2 separate regions of the Mus musculus genome follow, and region 1 is linked to region 2. Evidence: chromatin contacts called from public promoter capture Hi-C data. All regions are on one chromosome and are shown on one strand. Each heading gives the region's core, a stretch centred on a gene start, on an enhancer-like site or on the middle of the called end of the contact. The rest is flanking DNA. Distances are from core to core; before and after follow the strand shown.

Evidence for each region. Promoter capture Hi-C pulls out the DNA fragments that hold promoters and counts their contacts.
Region 1: a promoter capture Hi-C map of pre-B cells shows a contact between it and region 2, with 2.9 times the contacts expected there. The contact joins the promoter of Supt6 here to the promoter of Crk in region 2. A contact is called at or near these places in 1 of 39 promoter capture datasets (pre-B cells) and 1 of 115 datasets of contacts at active chromatin or transcription factors (embryonic stem cells).

What each region holds. Positions count from the first base shown.
Region 1 is chr11:78,243,894-78,247,382 of GRCm38.p6, forward strand. It overlaps Supt6 (SPT6, histone chaperone and transcription elongation factor), which reads right to left and starts at 1,810. Exons shown (of 37, transcript NM_009297.2): 1 at 1,655-1,810. It overlaps Sdf2 (stromal cell derived factor 2), which reads left to right and starts at 1,853. Exons shown (of 3, transcript NM_009143.3): 1 at 1,853-2,277. The coding sequence starts at 2,103.
Region 2 is chr11:75,677,451-75,680,606 of GRCm38.p6, forward strand. It overlaps Crk (v-crk avian sarcoma virus CT10 oncogene homolog), which reads left to right and starts at 1,809. Exons shown (of 3, transcript NM_133656.5): 1 at 1,809-2,214. The coding sequence starts at 1,974.

The DNA.
Region 1 (3,489 bases), core at 560-3,059, 2.6 Mb after region 2:
CTTGATATATCACTTGGTAAGTAAGATTAAGTTCATTTGGAGAGTGTTAATTCTTTGCCAGTCTAAGCTAGGCAGTGGTGGTGCATGCCTTTAATCCCAGCACTTGGGAGGCAGAGGCAGGCGGATTTCTGAGTTCGAGGCCAGCCTGGTCTACAGAGTCAGTTTCAGGACAGCCAGGGCTATACAGAGAAACCCTGTCTTGAAAAAAATAAAAACAACAAAAAATACTTTACCAATCTAATCTAGTCTAATCTAATAGTCACACAAGCCAACCAAATAAAATAAGCCTGTAGTGGTGGGACACTAGGCATGGAGAGGGGCTCTAAACTCGTGGTTGAAGGGAGAGCTGTTTTTGAGACAGGGTCTACAAATGCAACCAAAACGTAAATTCCATGATCCTCCTGGCTCAGCTTCTCCATTGTTGCTATAATTGTTTTGTAACTAAAACACTGAAGACTCACAAACTGTGAGTGTTCAACAATAGAACTAAACTTTTTCTCCCCAAAATTAATTAAATTCAACGACTTCCACACATTGTAGCATACTTCAATGCTGGGGAGGGGGACCAGGCTCCTCCCTTCCTACAGGTTTATGGGCAGTTAACGGTTGCTAGGGGGGAGGGGCTCATCATGAGATCCCACCAACCCTAAGGATCGATAGTAATTCATGGTTGCTGGGGGAGGGGAACATTTTCTTTAGGGTTGTAGCCCAGGCTTCTCTGAATACTTCTTCACCCATGTACTTGTAAACCACCATAAATTAACTAATTGAGGCATACACACACACACACACACACACACACAAATTAATGAAAGTAATAAGTAATGGAGGATTCTGAAGAAGGGGAGCAGCGGGAATGGAGTGGGGCGGGATGAAAAACAAATTACCCTATGACCTTTGTATTACCGTGTCTTTTCATGTAATTATTACAGGAGACCCGCCTCCTAAAGGAAAACAGAAATCGATTCTTTCTGTAATACAGAGGAACTGCTTTACTTAAGATACTCGAGTACCTGATGTCAAACAATACACATTTCTGATTTAACAACCAATTCTAATATTTATGATAGGTCTTTGGCAAGTGTTCGAGGAAATGAATTATACAAGATGGAAGGCTCCAGGTACTTAAGTATAAACTCGCATCTTTAGAAAGGATTAAGGGACTTGCCCATATGTGGAAAAAAAACCGTATAATTACTCAACATTTTGTAAAGAGCTAACATTCAGCACAGTACACCCGCCTCATGGCTGAACTCTCGAAAGCTCAGCAGGACCCAAACGCCGGACTAATTAATCCGATCACCTGATGCCAAGTAAAGAAACCCTTAGGTCTCTCTTCTAGTCCCAATTTTTTGCGTGGCCCAGATTCCAGACGCCGCGGAGAAGATGGGATCCCAGAAAGCCTGTTGATTCAAGAGGTAACCCCAGGTCACAGGTTCCGGGTGGTACCGCGTGGAGAAAGGGCTGGAGACTCTGAGCAATCACGGTACTTTCCTGTCCTTTTCCCCCCTGGCAGATCAGGGAAAGCCAGGGCCCCCTTCCTTCCCGCAGTGGGGCACCCCAAAGCTTCTTCCCTTACGGGACCAGGCCCCAGGAGTCTGGCTCGCCACCTGCGCACCCACACACGCAACACACTCTCCAGGCTGAGCGTTACCTGCTTGAAGGCCGCTGCTTCTCCGCTACGCTAAGCTCCCACCGAAGAAAATGGAGTCGCCGATCAGAGACTGCAAAAGGATAGTCCGGACCCACCGCAAGGGCCCTCCGCAGCCGCCGCCACCACCACCACCACCGTCGCCGCTGCTGCGTTAACGTAGTACGTCACCTCCGGCTCTCTGTCACTGGGAGTGGGAGGGTCATTTCCTGCTGTCTTTTCCCCTCCGGCGTCTAGGGCTTTGGTTCCGAGTCCGCGAACGCCTAAGGAACGCAGCCGCCACAGAGCACCCAGTACAAAGTGAGGTCCCGAAGGCCTCCCGGGCCAGCGTGTTCTTTAAGCCGCTCTCGCCAAAGGAACCATAAAGATTCAGGTTAAGGAGTCTTCTCTTCCATCTTGGCGTAGTTCTACCCTCGGCTTCCGGTTCCGGGGACGGGCCTAATTTTCTTGGATGATTAGTTCTCTCGGATCTAGGATGGCTGTCTTGTCGCTTCTGTTGTTGGGTGGTTTGTGGAGCGCTGTGGGAGCGTCCAACATGGCTGTCGTTACTTGCGGCTCCGTGGTGAAGCTACTCAATACACGCCACAATGTCCGACTGCATTCTCACGACGTGCGCTATGGGTCAGGTACAGAGGGGGACTCACCGCTCTGGGTGGGCTGCCTAGGCCGGGTGAGCCTAGAAGGGGCGGGGCCTCGGAGTCTGAGGGCGTGGTCTGGGAAAGTTAGCCGTGCCCTATTTCTTGAAGAGGACGACGAGTTGCCAAGGAAACTTAGTCCTAATGTTAGTTTCTGTTTGATGAGCTGTGGGCCAAACGTGTTACATATATACTTTCCGGTTTTTAACATTGTATTGAGGACAGATACTAAAGTTATTTTCTTAGGTGAGTAAATAGACCTAGAGATATTGCTCAAAGCCAGCTAGTGAATGATGGAGACAGGGTTTAATCCAAATCTGTGCAGGTTCAAAATCTTTCAGATTCCATGGGCTGCCACTATTTTGTGCTGGAGAGAGGAGCATTTAGAGCAAGACAACATAAGCTGAATCTCAGATTTTAAATGTCACCTATTTTTAGCTCATATTTTTTGACACTCTAACTTAGCAATAACTTTCTTGTAAAGAATTTAAGCATTGACAGACATTGCAGAGGAAAGTCTGTTTTTTATCATGTGCAATTAAAATACTCACTTATTCGTGGGCTCATTCATTTGGCCTAGATTTAAAGAGCACTTTTAGTGTGTCTCGTATTGTTCTAGATACAGGAAATACAGTAGTGAATCAAACAATAAAACAAGACTAATGGGCAGGCGTGGTGGCCTAGGTCTGTAATTGTAGCACTCAAAAGGTTGAAGCAGGATTGTAACTTCAAGATCAGCCTAGCCTATATAGTGGGGGCTGTCTCAAAACAACAGAAGTTCAAAGGCTGGTAATTACTTCAGTGTTAGAGTATTTGCCGAGCATACGGAAAGCTTCTGCCCCCACACTGGAGGAAATAAAGTCATGAAGTTCGACAGGAGGTGTACTTGTGATATAATTTGAATGATTGATGATGCTATTTGCTAGAAAGGAAGTGACCTTCTAAGATGGTTAGTCTGTTCACAACTCTCAGAACCTGTCTTACCAGTTTAGTCCAGGGAGTATGTAGTCTTTACATTCCTAACCACCTCATTCAGTAAACACCTACTCAGGCTTACTACATTCTTTTTTTTTTTTTTTTTCTTTTTCTCGAGACAGGGTTTCTCTGTGTAGCCCTGGCTGTCCTGGAACTCACTTTGTAGACCAGGCTGGCCTCGAACTCAGAAATCCGCCTGCTGCTGCCTCCCAAGTGCTGGGATTAAAG
Region 2 (3,156 bases), core at 559-3,058:
GAAGAAAAGAACCAACTCCCCCACACTGTCCTCTGACCTTCACACCCAGGCCACACATAAATAAGTAAATACATAAGTAAATAAACATAAAAAATAACAGAATATGGAAAACAAAAAGATCCTTGCATAGGGGTGCACACCTGCAACCCCAGCACTCTGGAAGTGAAAGTAGGAGGATCAGAAGTTGAAGGTCATCCACAGCTCTGTAGTGAATTGGAGGCCAGCATATAAGAGTATGCAATAGTAAATGAATGAATATGCCTTCCTGGGGGGGGGGGGCAAAGGCAGACTGGTGTCTGACAGTTTGAGGCCAGGCTAATGTACACAGCAAGTTCTAGGCCACCCAGAACTGCATAGTGGGACCTTGTCTAAACAAACAAACAAACAAACAAACAAACCAAATCTCTCTTTCCTTTTCACTTATCCTGGGAATTGGATTTGTTGTTTCCCAGAGTCTCTTGTAAGGTCTTGCCTTGAAGCTCAGCTGTCCTGAAAAGGGAGAGAGGATAGTCATTTGCCCCAAAGGGCCAGAATTTACACTGGATGGCTTCTGCTGCTAGTTCCTGGTGACTAAGCTAGATCAAGATGAGTCACTGGTAACAAGGAAGGGGCCCTTTTCCCTGCTGTCTCTCCCAGGGCTGGCCCAGACTATGGGTGGGAGCTCTGGAAGGCCGGAGCTATTGACTAGGCTAAGGATAACTTTGGTTTTGTAGTGAGACCGGGTCTCACTATATACAAAACACAGTAGTAACAGCTATGCAATGGTGGCACACACCTTTAATCCCAGCACTGGGAGGCAGAGGCAGGTGGATCTTTGGGTTCGAGGTCAGCCTGGTCTATAAAGTGAATTCCAGGATAGCAAGAGCTATACAGAGAAACCCTTCCCTCCCCCATTTTTTTATTAATTTTTTGAGATAGATGAAGATGATCATGAAGGAAGTAAAAGTAGGAGATACACCTGGCTACAACTGAGAGTTTAAAAAAAAATCTGGCTGGTGGATATGGGAGCCCCAATAGAGAGAACTCCATTTTTTTTTTTTTTTTTTTTTGGCCTGGCTGGGCATTTTGTTTTCTTTGCCTTGAGTACCCTTCCCCACTTCATTTAACATCCTACCATTCACCCTAGGTCATCTTATCTGTGGACCCCTTCCTCTTATTTGTTTTGGTTTTATAATACAGGGCCTCAGACTCACAGGGATCCTCCTGTCTCAACTCCTGAGAGGTTGGGATAACTGTCATGAGTCACTTTACCCAGCCCTTGGGTCTCTCCAGGACTACTTAGTTGATTTCCTTGTGTTTCTGCCCCCCCCCCGCCCCCATAGCAGATGTTGTTTCCTGGTCCCTCCCATAGGTGTGTGAATTCAGTGACTTAAAGCCAGTCTGGGTCAGCACTGCACCTGCGCGGCAAATGCGGTATCTGTGGCTGCTCATAGATAACAAGAACTTCAGCTGACCTCGGGGGAAACCGAAGGAAACACGGGGAAAAGACCAGCAAGTCAGGGAGCTTTGAGGGCGACTATCATCCTCGGACCACATCATCTTTTTTAACTTCAGTCCTTTTCTTGGTGTTGCTACTTGTAGGTTCTGGGAGAAAAGACCGGCCGCTACCAATCTGTCAAACACGGATCAGTCAATTTGTAGGTTGAGGCTCCGCCCCTTAGACCTAGACTCCGCCTCCCCATCCTCCGCGGTTGGGGTCTGGGCCTGGCGGCGACGCCCAGGACGCCGCATGCGCACTGAGGGCCCCAAGGACTCCGTTTCCCTTCTCCCAATGGCGGGCGTCGGTCCCCTTCCCGGCAGCCTCCCTCGGGTAGAGGGCGCGTCATTTCCGGTGGGGAAGGCCCGCGGCCGCCGCCGCCATTTCGGGCGCTGCTGGGAGGCTGACACCGGAGCCGGTCCGCTGGGCGGCGGGCGCCAGGGCTGGAGGGGCGCGCGTGCCGGCGGCGGCCCAGCGTGAAAGCGCGGAGGCGGCCATGGCGGGCAACTTCGACTCGGAGGAGCGGAGTAGCTGGTACTGGGGCCGCCTGAGCCGGCAGGAGGCGGTGGCGCTATTGCAGGGCCAGCGGCACGGGGTGTTCCTGGTGCGGGACTCGAGCACCAGCCCCGGGGACTATGTGCTTAGCGTCTCCGAAAACTCGCGCGTCTCCCACTACATCATCAACAGCAGCGGCCCGCGCCCTCCAGTGCCTCCGTCGCCCGCTCAGCCTCCGCCGGGTGAGGGACAGGCGGGTGGGAGGCCCGGGCGGGGGTGAGGGCCGTAGAACCCTGGTCTGCTGCAGGAGGGACGTGGGCAGAGAGGGCTAGAGTGAACCTGGCGGGGGAGCTGTCTTCTGAGCAAGCTGGTTCCCACCGATGAGCGGGATTGTGGGGGAGGAGGAGCTGCTCACCGAGGCCTCTGGGTGTGCCTTGGGAGCCGGGGAAGGGGAACTGCTGCGGCCCCGGGGTGGGGCTGGGCGCCAGGGTCAGGCCCAAGGGCAGGGCAGGGCTAGGCAACTTGGGGACAATGAGTTAATGGGGATGTTACGGGGACATCATTTGGCAGTGGTACTCAGAATGGCTCTGCTAATCCTACAAGTGGCTTTTAGGCTTGAAACGTTTCCTGCAGTGTTAGAGCCGGGTTTGGCCATACTCCCCTGGTGGCCTTCGGTAGGAAGTCACCACGTACTGACTGGCTGGCTGGGAGGGATGGAGACACCCTCAGGAAGCCGGTCAGCTTTTTCCTTTCTTGGGCATTTTTCCAAAATATCTTTACCGTGCTCTTCCCTTGTGGAAGGTGGTGAACTAAGTGACTTGGTGATAGAAAAAAAATCCTTCTGTGACCAGCCCCGCGTAATTGAAGCCTAGCAGGCAAATTGTGTCCAAGAGGTTTTAAGTGTCCAAAAAAACTGCCCGCTGCAACTAGAGTTTCTAGTTTCAAAGTGATTAGTGGAGGAAGATTTTTTTCCTTTAGAAAACAAACAAACAAACAAACAAACAGGCATAAGCCAGTGAGAACAACCTTGGAAGTGAATGGCACTTCATTCTCCCTGGATTTACTTAAAAAGTGTCAGACACGTACTTCTGGGTCTTTTCTTGCTCTCTAAGTTGGTGTTGTGGTCAAAATCTTCCAGGATATGAGAACAGACCTGGCTAGCAGATAAACACCAAGAATAATTA